Linked DNA regions of Mus musculus: region 1 is linked to region 2. Evidence: chromatin contacts called from public HiChIP or PLAC-seq data. All regions are on one chromosome and are shown on one strand. Each heading gives the region's core, a stretch centred on a gene start, on an enhancer-like site or on the middle of the called end of the contact. The rest is flanking DNA. Distances are from core to core; before and after follow the strand shown.

Region 1 (7,017 bases), core at 4,389-6,888, 150 kb after region 2:
GTTCCTGTCAATCACTGCCTTCTCTTCTTGGTGCTCAGCCCAAAGTGTCTACTGAAAACAAAGCCCTGAAATGGATGGTGACTGTTCTTACGCCGGCTTCTTCTCTCAAAAGCATAAAAAACAGTTACCCTTCTGTCTGCTGTCCAGTCTCAAGTGTAACCTGCAAGCAAAGACTTGGAGCTTGTGGACAGCATTCAGAACGCCACTCCACTCCGCCACTCCGCCACTCCGCCACTCCGCCACTCCGCCACTCCGCCACTCCGCCACTCCGCCACTCCGCCACTCCGCCACTCCGCCACTCCGCCACTCCGCCACTCCGCCACTCCGCCACTCCGCCACTCCGCCACTCCGCCACTCCGCCACTCCGCCACTCCGCCACAAGCTGGAATGCTTCCACCTCCCTCTTTTGGAATACCTAACCCATTCACTCTCATTGTCCTTTCTTGACTTAGCTGCCCCTCACCCTTTTTCTGAGGGCTTTCACATCATCCCTTAGCAAGCACGAGTTAATACACAGATCTCTGTGGCAGCTTTCACTGCTTCCTAAGTATAGAACTTTCTAGTCTCCCCCTCTTCATAGCTGCTGGGCCAGATCTCGGGGGGGGGGGGGGGGGGGGGGGGGATGTGCTCTAGAGGTAGGGGACAGAGACAGAGGAAGAAATGGATAAAGGGGTCCACCTGGCAAGTTGGCAAACACCTGCCCTCAGGAAACACTGTGTCAATAAACACAATATATTCATATGTAGAAAGACTTCACCAACTGCAGGAAAACAGAATTCTGTCATTTAAATGGAAACTTAACATTTTTAAATTAATCTCTAGACCCTTTAAATAGCTCTCAATGTAGTTAATTACATAAATCCGAATAATTTGCAAACCTGCCAGCAAACAAGAACCTTGTCAACTTCCAATCAGGTACTATTTGTTGACTATCAACTACAAACGTAGATACCAGCCCCACCCTTAATCAGACATCTTCTCTAACTCACATTCAGAACGCAGAAGCTTCGTCACCCACCTTCCCCGCCGTACATTATGCTCAGTGGCATTTTGCTATAAAAATCTATCTTCTAGTTGAAGAATCAAACCAGTACCTTGCCTGTCAGCCAGCTGCGGTGCAGCTAAGATTTTAGAACATCACAACACAACTGCGCTACTTATCTGACTAACAGAAGGAGGTTATTTGTTGGATTCGATTGGTTGATACAGGGTCTCTCAGTGTAGTCCAGAAGAGCCTCAAATTTGCGACCTTCCTGCCTCAGGCTCCCTATTCTTGGAATTAGAACCATTAGCTAAGTTAATTATAGCCATTAACTAAGTACTGCATTCGTTAGTAAAGCACTTAAGTAAAGAGTTTTCAAATTTTATAGAGGCTGTAAATTTTGGGTGTTGTCTTCCAATCACGATTTTGAAAGACTGGTTGATTTTTATCAGTTTAAAAAATCTCGTGATTTTTTTATGGGATTCTTGTGTGTGTGTGTGTGTGTGTGTGTGTGTGTGTGTGTGCGCGCGCGCATCTTTATGTTTCATGTACTTTTTCTTTGGCTCTTTTTCTTCTGTTTGTTTTGTCCTATGCTTGTTTGCTTGCTTGTTTTATCTTACTTTATTATTATTATTTAGATGCCTATTTGTTTTCTAAGGAAAAACAGAAATACTGTGGATTCAGACAGGAGAGGAGGTGGGGAGGACTTAAAAGGAGTTGGGGGAGGGAAACCATAATTGGAATGTACTGTATGAAAAAATCTATTTTCAATAAAAGAAAAATCAAGGAAAACAAAAAAACAAAAAAAAATATGTTGAACAAAGCACACTGAAGTTTCAGATATAGAAACATTATCGAGAATTCTCAGCTGTATTAAAAAAAAATGGAGAAATCACCACCCTGAGCCCCACTCCACAGTCAACTGTAAACCCAATGGCGTCATTGAGTCTTAACTCGGGTGACCTCATTTTATTGACTCAAACTCCTCAAATTCTGTGTTCAGTCTAGCACGCAGTCACGCCGAGTGGTACACCCCATTTGGTCACTGTCCTCACAGAGTGATGGCTGATCATCTCTCAGTTCTAGATCTTCCTGCATTCTGCTGGAATGTTATTGAAAGTGCTCTCAACTGTACACTGAGACTCCTAAAATTATCAAGGAACAAGGGGCTCCTCGTCCCTAGCAACCACTTTGCATTTCCCAATAAAGTTGTTAGCTGTGCTCTTCGTCTCGTATTTACCCACAAATTCGTCACTCCCGTGCTCTTAAACTTTCCTTTCAAGCCCATAAAAATGGCGATAAATTAGACCGAGTTATCAAATTTTTATTATCCAAGTATTCCCAAGCTCACAAATGCCATTTTGTCAGTCAAGAGTCACATGGCTTCTATTTCAAAGAGTGTCCATGGCTACTTGGGGACTGGAAGAGTATTGAAAGGCGCATAGCTTCTGTCACGCAGACTCCTGCACAACTCCAGGCACGCCAATTCCATGTGTGTGCCTGTGTGTAGACAACTGCATGCACACACATTTTCTTTCCATTTTATAGATAAACAGAGTGACCACGTCGGATGTTTAAACAAAGATCTCCAACTCAACTGCACTTATTGTTCCTTTAAAATGCTATTTCTGCCACCCTGCTGACCTTAGTGTCCCTTTTCCAAGCCTTATAACTCACTCTGGTCATTTCACACCTCCTACACATCCCAGGATCTGAAAGAGGTCTCATCCCCCTCCTGCTTCTAGTAGATCATCAGGTCCTAACAAGAAATCCAGCTAAAAAGTGTACTAGTTAATTAATTATAAGTTTTTTTCCATGGTCACAACCTTGGAGCAGACATCTCAGTTCAAAGTGTACCAATGAGAGTATTCATGCATGCAAATGTTCTCAGCTGTTGCCCAGGAACCCTGAGGACTAATCAAGAAGTTGTATGCTTTTGAATGGTGGTTCTTGCTCTGGCCACATATAAATGAACAGTCATTGCGTTTCTTGTTTGTGAAACACCTGATAGCACTGAATTTGCAGGATATCTTTAGAGCCCAAGCATGCTGTGATAAATAAATAAATAAATAAATAAATAAATAAATAAGATCCTAGGATGCTTTCTCTTTTGACTTTTATTTTTTAAAGTGTAGAAAAAGATTCACCCAATGTTCTCTGACTCAAGTTTTGCTAATAGAACCACCTATCACTAGTATTATTTAGGAGGTTCCCCCTTGCAAGTGTAGTTAGCAATTTAAAAAGATAGAAAACCTGTCTACACTCTGCCTTTCCCGATTTCTAAAAGGAATCTTTTGTCTTTTCTACTTAAGCAGAAATGAACCCCAGTGTGTAGACAGCAGGTAAGCTGCATCACAAGAAAGCTTAAGAAGAAAAGCCACATAAGTCTACCAAAATCCTGAAACTCGGATATAAACTGTGTGGTGCCCTAAAACTAAGCTTCACGGAGATGAAGTGAACTATCACTATACACCCTAAGGCTCCAGATACTGATTCCATTAACAAGTCAAGAAGCAGTACTCTGTAGTAGGTCTAACGCTATCTAATTGATCAGCAGTACTGTAGACTAGACTAGTTTCCAGAAGTAATATTGACATTACTTGTCTTGTATCTATTCCCTACAACATATGGAAGTAGTTTATTATATGAGCAGTGTTTTCAGGGACTAATACATTTAATCCATACTTTTCACATTTTCTGGTAGAGATCACACACATTTAATAGGAGATGAAACAGGATGGAGGAAATGTTTTTTTATTATTTTATTTTTAACAATCTAGAAGATAAAGTCTTCTAAACTGATGCTCATTGCTGAGGGCTGAGGCATTACAAGTGACTTGCCTGTGAAAGGAGCACTTATTAATATGGACTCAGGGTCCCAGGCTGGTACTTTGATGATCCATAGTCCAAAAAAAAAAATAATGGCCAAGTTTGAAAATAATGCAGTCATCAAAGAAACAGCATCGATTCCTGCCACTATCATTTAAAGAAAGCAGAAAATTGGTTCCTTTTCCGCACAGTGGAAAGACCCGGCCATGGGCTGTCAGAGCTGCATGCTCAGGCCAAGGACCTAGTCCCCTGTCACAATCAGCCTTAGCGAGGGTCAAAAAGAAGGCTTTGAAGACAGTGTTTGCCTCCAATAAAAACAGCCTTCTCTTCTGGCCCAGCAATCCCTCTCCTCTCTCCCCAAAGAAACACAATGCAGTTTTGTCCCTCAGGCTCCCCGGGGCCACAGTTTTTTAAGATCTGTTTTCACATTCTTTCTCCAAAACACACTGCAGCTCCTTCACCCTCATCACCTACTGTACCTTCAACCTTCTTCTCAAGCCTAAGTCAGATAACTTGCCATGTGGAAGATTCAGTATTCCACTATGCCTCATTTAATAATACACATTTATGGTGGTATAAAGGCAGGTGGTGTTTCATAGAGTGCCAATCAAGAAACACAGAGAAACACCAAATTCCCGGGGAGACAGAAGACATACTGTGATGTCAGAGAAAGGGAAGAAAATATTGCCCCCTAGAGTACCTGTCATTTCGAATGCAATTTTTAATTCTGAAACCATCAGCAGCTCCAATTTCCAGGAAATTAACCAAGCCATTGCTTAAGACCAGGTCAGCTAGGCCCCCTCAGCCTGCACAAACGTTCCTTTATGAAGCCCCACTCCGCTGGGTACAGCCCACTGCAAAGGAGCCCCATTCACTCCAGCTGTGTTAGTTAAGTCAGCTCCGAAAACTCACCTTGCCTTCTTCCAGAAGGAAACACAGCGATCACAGATCTCCTCTCTAAACTCACCTTGAGGGTTCCCCTAGTCTCAGTAAATCTTAGTCCCAAAGTTATAAATAAATTTCTAGTTTCACTTTTAAAAAAAAAAGTTTATTGCCTTTTTTAACTTCCTTTTTTCTCATTCCTAGGATAGAACTTTCTGATAGCAAATAATGTACTTTACACAACACAGCCGTCTCAACCCTCTGTACCACCACGTGGAACCTGTCAGCCCCATCCTTCTCCAACATTAAAGCGATAACCTATTCTCACCTTGGGCTAAATGTATCGCCCTGCACAGTACTGTTAAAGAAACAAAACTGCTAATAACGGATACTCTTACCTGTGGGAGGTCCTTCATCCCATTCGGCCCTCTTAATTCGACTTGCTGTGAATCCTAAGCAGAGATTGACGCCGATGGCAAAAGTGAACAAGGATATTACCTAAGGGGATAAGGAGATCAAGTTGTCAAACACAACTAGATTAGATGCATTCAAAGTGCATGGAAGCAGTTCAGATGACCCTAACAACCCGAATCCTGCCAATTCGGAAAGGCATTCTCAGATGATGTCTGAATTTGAACAAGGAAAAAGAAAAAAGAAAAAAAATCGAATTCAAATGGTAGTGATCGGAGAGATTCGGCACCTCGCTAGTCACCGTACCATCCTCCTACCTGGTATGACCCGAAACAGCCTTGTCTTGCCATGCCGAGGGATTCTTGGAAAACCTCTGCAGGGTGTTCTCTGCTTGCCCTGAATGCTCTGCTTTCGGGGCTCTGCGTTCAGGCTGTTAACTCCAAGCAATCCCACCTGGGAAGTTGACAGGCGCATCTGATTCGTGCAGAGCTCGATTTCATCACAGTTGGTTCACAAATTGCAACTCTGAGCAGAAGAGGCTTAAGGCAACATCCTTCTTGGCCCCACCCCCCGACCGGCCCCTCCCCTTGAACAGACACTTTCATGTGGTATCCTTTGGCAACCGGAGGACTTCTTGTGTAGCTGTGGCCAATAACAGTGCATGTTCGATTTTTTTTTTCTTCCCTCTCAAATACATGGTTTGTCAAAAGAGAAACCAAATGTACTTTATCCGATAAAAATGAATCAGAGCTGCCCAGAATTTCCCATCAGCTCGAAGCGTTTACTATGTAGTTATTTGATGCCCTCAACCCCCCAACTTCAGGGTTTTTTTTTTAAACAAGGGGGGGGGGTACAATTTATAAACCAAACAAATCTCTGTCTTTACCATTTGTTTATTTTTCTGGCAGTTGGAATGACCCTGTATCTATATAAATACATTGTCAGCTACTTCTGATTCCTTGGGAGCTTCACACAATGGGAGCTTCCAAAATTGCAACTCACACGAGAGATAACATTATTTTCCCTTCATGTTGTTAAATTTTACACTAGTAACTTTTATCAAAATACTGGGGCTGCCAGCTTAAGCTGCATAAAGCCCTTCTGAGTATGAGAAACAGACAATATCATTCCAGTCTCTACCCATTCCTGACAAAAGTCAGCTTGTCTGTGGAGTGGGGGTGGGGTAGGACGCAGGCATAAAGGACAGTAGGGGAGGGAGCTTCATTAGCCTTGAATTTAGCTTGAAAGTGGCAATGGCTGCAAGAATTCCTGTCAAATGCGCATCTCCTTTGAAGAGACTGTCCCGGGAGGCTCTTGTGTGTGTTGAAGCTTCTATCCTAAGCAATTTTGCAACTTGGCAACCACACCAAATTTAGAAGCCTCTAAATCGGAAAGTCGTTTCCATATTATATGCCTTTAGGATTCAAATGAGGGGAGGCTTGTTTTTGGCTTTCCCCTACCGGGCCCCTTGACGATCATTCTTGCAGAGCACATATGTGCATACGTAAACAAACAGGAACCTTCCAGGCAGCAACTGCTTAAAGGAAGCCCCCGTGGCTCTGCTCGCATAAAACCCGATAGCACAAAAGCCAAGAGCTTGTTTACGTGGATCGCAGAGTAAGCCTGGGTTTCATTAGAAACTCTAGAATTTAGTAAACAGCTCATTGAAAAGAAGAAGAGACACTGCCAGACACTCAGTGGCTCTTCTAGGATCCTCTTAGCTTTGGACTCTCGCAGAGCGGGCAGGCTATGAATTTATCTACAAGCCTCTTGCTTTAGTCTGTATGCCAAGCTAAACTGATCTGGAGTTCATTATTTAGCAAGGCTTCTAAAAGATGTTAACCCCATGTAAGGTTTTTCTACTATATATTCCATCTCGAGATGCAAATCTGCTGTTCTCAGGGAAATCTGTA
Region 2 (7,113 bases), core at 762-3,261:
TTACCCAATGAAAAAGCTTAAGAGATTAAAAAAATGTTTCACATCATGTTATAGGAAGCAAAAATAAAATGAATTAATTGTTCTAAAAGCAAATAATAAAGATCTGAGCCCCTGCCCACAACATCTTTCTGGAACAGGCAGGTAGACGAACAGACAGACAGACAGACAGACAGACAGGTATACAATACTGCTAGGTCTAACATGGACTCAAATCCTTAGGTGAGTCTGGAGTGCCAGCAGCCTTGGAGGTGGCAGGAATTCTTTTAGGATATTTTATAGCCAGAAATAGTTTGTACCATGTTGGGATCTTGGGAATGGGGAAACTTTGGAACTTTTAGACAGTATTGGAACTATTAAAGACTATAGGGAGTTTTGATGTCAGACTAGACACATTTAGCACTATGAGCTGGCCATGTGCCTATGAGGCTGTGTGGTGGGATGCAATGGTTAAAATGAGGAATGTCTCCTATAGGTTCATGTATTTGAGCAATTCTCCAGTCAGTAGCACCACTTGGAGGAATTACAGAACTTTTCAGACATGGACTTGTTCTGGAAGAAGTACCTCACAGGAAATGGGCTTTGTGAGTTTGTAGGCTCACGCCATCTTGTTTCCTCTTGGCTTCCTGTTTGCTACTGAGTTATGATCTCTGAGGTTCCTGTTCCTACCATATGCTGCCATGCCAAGATGAGCTCTTATCCCTCTGAAAACATAAACCAAAACACACTGTTGGATCAAAAAGCTGCTCCTGATTGTGGCATTTTTATCACAGCAAGAGAAAAATGACTAATGCATGCTCCACCCCACGGCTGAAGATATGCAGTTGGTAGTATTTCATTCCAGAAAGTCACCATACTAAAGCGAGAAGGACTTCTTGACATTGGAGATCAGACTGGAACACAAGTGACTCTACCTTGTGAAGCTTCGTAATCAACCCCTGATAACTATGAGGAAAAACAGAATCCTTGAGAGGAAAACAATGACTTGGTCAAAGAGTGACTGTATACAGGATCTGAGCCTGGGAAGACCATAGCCTCTACATATTACTAGTCCTGACTCCCCCCACTGACCTGTACAATCCAAGTATGAGTTACTTTGAATCAGATTCTCTACTTAAAAAATTCTTGGAAGAAGGAGGAAGTTGGTCAAGGGGCAGATGTGAGAACCTGAATGTCAACCCAAGGCCCTTCCAACTCTTCTTGAAAGGAAAGCCTAGATTCACCCAGGGTGCTTTAGAACACTCAACATTTTGTTTACAGCCAGTACCAAGCAGGATAGTGGAGAGGATGAGGGACTAGCCTTGATCTTCCTCTCTGGAAACTGATCCTCTCCACAGCTAACCTTCTCCGACTGAAAACTCTCAGCAGGTCCTGACTTTACTCCAGACATGGAACATGAGACTAAAAAGATGGAAGCTGAAGTAGGAAAAGATACCACTTTCCATAGTGCTCCTCTAATTGTCCTATAATCTCCCCATATTCTCCTAAGCTGGTGTATCTGGGACCTTCACACTTCACTTAAGGTAGTACTCAGCTGTCCCCACCTCTTTGCATCCTTTTAGGAGCAGGGCATAGAACAAATAGCAATGAAAAGAATTACTACAGAAACCATCCATGCGACCAAATCAGACAGACCAAAAATTCAGTTACCATTATAATTTAGAAAAGTAAATTTCAGACACAACTGGACAAAGGAAGTGCTGCTTAGAAAACGTTCCCTCTTGTGATGCACTGTAGCTGACTTAAGAATCCCCAAGTCCCTAAAGTGTTAAGTTCAAGAGAAATTGACTGAAGAGGACAGGGCTTAAGATAAACATCAGCTGTGACTTACTCCTCAGCCACAGTTGAAGAGAGGGCTCCAAACATGTTTTTTTCGTTCGTTTTTTTCTCTTTGTATCTCCCCTATGTGAGAAACATGGCATGCACAATTGGCGCCTATATTATCCCCTGGCCAATACTTTACCCCAGTTGCCTTAGCAACTGTCAATATTTGTCTGGTATGTCACAGCCCCAGTTGGCTGAAGGCTGGTTCAGCATTGGCTTTTGTGAAATTTAGGGAAGAGAGACACCCAGTGGTCATGCTGTTCTGTTTCATTTTATTTTTACTAGAAACATTTTTAGTAATTTTAAAGTCTAATCCTCTTGTAATGATCAACAACCCACACAGTAAACGTGAGGAAAACATGAAAGGACATTGGTGAACACACTAACCTTCCCTATAAAGGCCTGACAGGAAATATTTTAGACCCTGTAGGCCACATGCTGTCTTTTGAAACTACTCAGTTTTGCTGTTACCATGCAAAACCAGGGGTAGAACTTTTGTCAACAAGAGTAGATGGGTTCCAGTAACATATTTCTGCATGTGCGTGTGCGTATGTGTGTGTGTGTACATGCATGTAGAGTCCAGAGGACAATCACGAATGCTGTTCCTTGGGCACTACCTTTAAGACTAGCCAGGTACTGGTTGAGAAGGCCTGACCTGTCTCCATCATCCCAGCACTGAGATTATAAGTATATGCTCTCATGTCTGACACCTTTTTTAAAAATGGCGGGGGGGCGGGGGCTGGAGATCAAATTGAGATTGCATGCTTACTAGGGAAACACCTTTCCACCTTGGTCATCTTCTCAGCCAGCAATAATAGAAACAGGCAGTAGGCCAGATTCATTCCTCAAGAAATGGCCTCCAAACCTAGCAAGGGAAGTTTGAATCTCTCTTCTTTCAACTTGCATATGCAATTGTGCCCTCTGAATACCCCACATTCAAGAAAGTTGGAGCATCACTGTGAAAAAACATAATATCAACATGCTATTTGTAATGTGGCAGCTATTGAATTTGTCCCAGGCACCGTGCTAAGGACCACACTGTGACAATAGCACACTAAGTTGCTGATTTTGCAACTCCTCGAACTCAAATATTAAAACCTGATCCCACAGTGTGATGACATTAGAAAATGGGGTCATACCAGTACCTTGCAGTTTTTATCACAATTGCTCTGTAGTACAGCTTTAGGTCAGGCATGGAGATTCCACAGGAGGTTTTTTTTTTTTTTTCCTTGAGCAGAGTTTTTGCTATCCTAGGTTTTTTGTTATTCCAGATGAATTTGCAGATTGCCCTTTCTAGTTCGTTGAAGAATTGAATTGGAATTTTGATGGGGATTGCATTGAATCTGTAGATTGCTTTTGGCAAGATAGTCATTTTTACAATGTTGATCCTGCCAATCCATGAGCATGGGAGGTCTTTCCATCTTCTGAGATCTTCTTTAATTTCTTTCTTCAGAGACATGAAGTTCTTATCATACAGAACTTTCACTTCCTTAGTTAGAGTCACACCAAGGTATTTTATATTATTTGTGACTATTGAGAAGGGTGTTGTTTCCCTAATTTCTTTCTCAGCCTGTTTATCCTTTGTGTACAGAAAGGCCATTGACTTGTTTGAGTTAATTTTATATCCAGCTACTTCACCGAAGCTGTTTATCAGGTTTAGGAGTTCTCTGGTGGAATTTTTAGGGTCACTTATATATACTATCCTATCATCTGCAAAAAGAGATATTTTGACTTCTTCCTTTCCAATTTATATCCCGTTGATCTCCTTTTGTTGTCAAATTGCTCTGGCTAGGACTTCAAGTACAATGTTGAATAGGTAGGGAGAAAGTGGGCACCCTTGTCTAGTCCCTGATTTTAGTGGGATTGCTTCCAGCTTCTCACCATTTACTTTGATGTTGGCTACTGGTTTGCGGTAGATTGCTTTTATCATGTTTAGGTATGGGCCTTGAATTCCTGATCTTTCCAAGACTTTTATCATGAATGGGTGTTGGATTTTTGTCAAATGCTTTCTCCGAATCTAATGAGATGGTGCTGGCACAACTGGCAGTTATCATGTAGAAGAATTCGAATTGATCCATTCCTTGTACTAAGGTCAAATCTAAGTGGATTAAGGAACTCCACATAAAACCAGAGTCAGTGAAACTTATAGAGGAGAAAATGGGGAAAAGCCTCGATGATATGGGCACAGGGGAAAAATTCCTGAATAGAACAGCAATGGCTTGTGCTATAAGATCGAGAATCGACAAATGGGACCTCATAAAATTGCAAAGCTTCTGCAAGGCAAAAGACACTGTCAATAAAACAAAAAGGCCACCAGCAGATTGGGAAAGGATCTTTACCTATCCTAAATCAGATAGGGGACTAATATCCAATATATATAAAGAACTCAAGAAGGTGGACTCCAGAAAATCAAATAACCCCATTAAAAAATGGGGCTCAGAGCTAAACAAAGAATTCTCACCTGAAGAATACCAAATGGCTGAGAAGTACCTGAAAAAATGTTCAACATCCTTAATCATCAGGGAAATGCAAATCAAAACAACCCTGAGATTCCATCTCACACCAGTCAGAATGGCTAAGATCAAAAATTCAGGTGACAGCAGATGCTGGCGAGGATGTGGAGAAAAAGGAACACTGCTCCATTGTTGGTGGGATTGCAAGCTTGTACAACCACTCTGGAAATCAGTCTGGCAGTTCCTCAGAAAATTGGACATAGTACTACCGGAGGATCCCGCAATACCTCTCCTGGGAATATATCCAGAAGATGTCCTAACTGGTAAGAAGGACACATGCTCCACTATGTTCATAGCAGCCTTATTTATAATAGCCAGAAGCTGGAAAGAACCCAGATGCCCCTCAACAGAGGAATGGATACAGAAAATGTGGTACATTTACACAATGGAGTACTACTCAGCTATTAAAAGGAATGAATTTCTGAAATTCCTAGGCAAATGGATGGACCTGGAGGGCATCATCCTGAGTGAGGTAACCCAATCACAAAAGAACTCATACAATATGTACTCACCTATAAGTAGATATTAGTCCAGAAACTTAGAATACCCAAGATATAAGATACAATTTGCAAAACACAGGAAACTCAAGAAGAATGAAGACCAAAGTGTGGACACTTTGCCCCTTCTTAGAATTGGGAACAAAACACCCATGGAAGGAGTTACAGAGACAAAGTTTGGAGCTGAGACGAAAGGATGGACCATCTAGAAACTGCCATATCCGGAGATCCATCCCATAATCAGCTTCCAAATGCTGACACCATTGCATACACTAGCAAGATTTTGCTGAAAGGACCCAGATATAGCTGTCTCTTGTGAGACTATGCCGGGGCCTAGCAAACACAGAAGTGGATGCTCACAGTCAGGTATTGGATGGATCACAGGGCCCCCAATGGAGGAGCTAGAGAAAGTAACCAAGGAGCTAAAGGGATCTGCAACCCTATAGGTGGAACAACAATATGAACTAACCAGTACCCCAGAGCTCGTGTCTCTAGCTGCATATGAATCAGAAGATGGCATAGTCGGCCATCAGTGGAAAGAGAGGCCCATTGGTCGTGCAAACTTTATATGCCTCACTACAGGGGAACGCCAGGGCCAAGAAGTGGGAGTGGGTGGGTGGGGGAGTGGGTGGGGGAGCATGTGGGGGACTTTTGGGATAGCATTGGAATGTAAATGAAATAAATACCTAATAATAAATAAATAAATAAATAAATAAATAAATAAATAAATAAATAAGATTTAAAAAAAGAAAATGGGGTCACTCAGTCATAAGGATGCATCCCATAAACATAATTAGTGGTCTTATAAAAATGAGAGTTTGCTCTCTTGTGAATATTTGCCTCTCTGTGCATGATAAAACACAGAAAGATATCTATAATCAGGAAGAAGGTCTTCACTGAATTCCACAGCTGCCACAACTTGGGACTTTCTATCAGTCCATGCTGGTAGTTTTATGCCAAGTTGACACAAGCTAGAGTTGTTTTGGAAGAGGAGACCTCTATTGAAACTATATCTTCAGTAAACTGAGTACATTTTCTTAATGGGAGACTGATCTGGGATGGCCCAGTTCACTGTGGGTGATGCCACCCCTGGTCTGGTGATGCTGAGTGCTATGAGAAAGCAAGCTGAGAAATCCATATGGAGCAAGCCAGTTAATAGCAGTCCTCCATGGCCTCTGCATCAGCTCCTCCCTCCATGTTCCTTCCCTGCTTGAGTTCTGGCCCTGAATTCCTTTGATGATGTACTGTGCTTTGAATTGCACACTGAAATAAAGCCGTTCCACCCCAAATTGTTTGGGGCTGTTGTGTTTTACCAAGGCAATAGAAACCCAAACTAAGACACAGACTATGATAAATAAATGTTTCCAGTATCTCATAACAGTGCCCTAAATAACAATCAGTTACCTAATAAAAACACAAACTCTCATTTAACTCAAATGATAGTAAACGAGACTGTCAGAAATTTTTAAAGAGAATGAAGCTAAGGAATATTGACTTGAGGAAATTTTCTATTAGAATGATCACCTAAGACACAAATGGTAGCACAAGCCAGCAATTCCTGCACTCAAGAAACTAAGAAAAGAAGGTCACATGTTCAAGGTCAGCCTGGGCTATGTATCAAGTTTATGATCAATTTGGAGTTAAATAGTGAGTCCCCTGCCTCATAAAACCAGAGCTGGCGATGGAATTCAGTGGCAAAGCACTTGCCTAGCATGTGTAATGCCCTGCAAGCCATCTCCAGCTGTAAAGGTAGCTTTTATTTGCCTGATTTAATTGTCTCCAAGACTTACTGCCTCCATCTGATAACCTAAGACTAGTCCTGGAAGCTTCTAGCTTTCATACAATCTAATCTAAGCCTAGAATGTTTTTCAGCCTCTGAAAGTTGCTGCTCAATACACTCACCCTTTCTAGTGCTTTCTGACCTCTGGCTGGCTAGTTCAACCCAGCTATCCTGTCTCAAACTCCTCTCCAAGCTGACTGACTCAATCTGGCTTCTCTCAGTTTCTTACTGAATCACTCTGCTCGGCCTCAAACTAACTCTGGCAATATGTTCTAATCTTCCACCTCCTCATTCTCTAGATCACTCTGTCTTCACCTGTGTCTAGTTTGTTCTCCCTTCAACCTGTCTCTGTAAAACTCTCCCAGTAAAACTGGGAGTTCCTTTTCTCTCTCCACACTGATCTCTTAGGTAGCTTCCCTTTCCTCTCTCTTCTTGTGCGTGTCAGTCTCTTCTCATTCTGTCAGGTCTTTCTCTGATTCATCACTTTGTCTACCACTCAATT

The links. HiChIP or PLAC-seq counts read pairs in DNA pulled down with a chosen protein or histone mark.
Region 1: a contact with region 2 is called in an HNF4G HiChIP or PLAC-seq map of pancreatic cancer cells. The contact joins the promoter of Enpp2 here to the enhancer-like site in region 2. A contact is called at or near these places in 2 of 39 promoter capture datasets (liver and trophoblast stem cells), 1 of 484 Hi-C or Micro-C datasets (uterus), 1 of 115 datasets of contacts at active chromatin or transcription factors (pancreatic cancer cells) and 3 of 9 other capture datasets (adipose tissue, liver and pancreatic islet).

What each region holds. Positions count from the first base shown.
Region 1 is chr15:54,914,508-54,921,524 of GRCm38.p6, forward strand. Enpp2 (ectonucleotide pyrophosphatase/phosphodiesterase 2) reads right to left here and starts at 5,639. Exons shown (of 25, transcript NM_015744.4): 1 at 5,422-5,639; 2 at 5,092-5,191. The coding sequence starts at 5,454.
Region 2 is chr15:54,766,515-54,773,627 of GRCm38.p6, forward strand. No RefSeq gene overlaps it. Among named protein-coding and RNA genes, the nearest start is that of Ccn3, 24 kb to the left of the region's middle. Within about 2 kb of position 2,012, at least 58 of the 459 cell types and tissues checked have an H3K27ac peak or open chromatin away from gene starts, as enhancers often do. A contact at or near this core is called in pancreatic cancer cells, where this site is marked.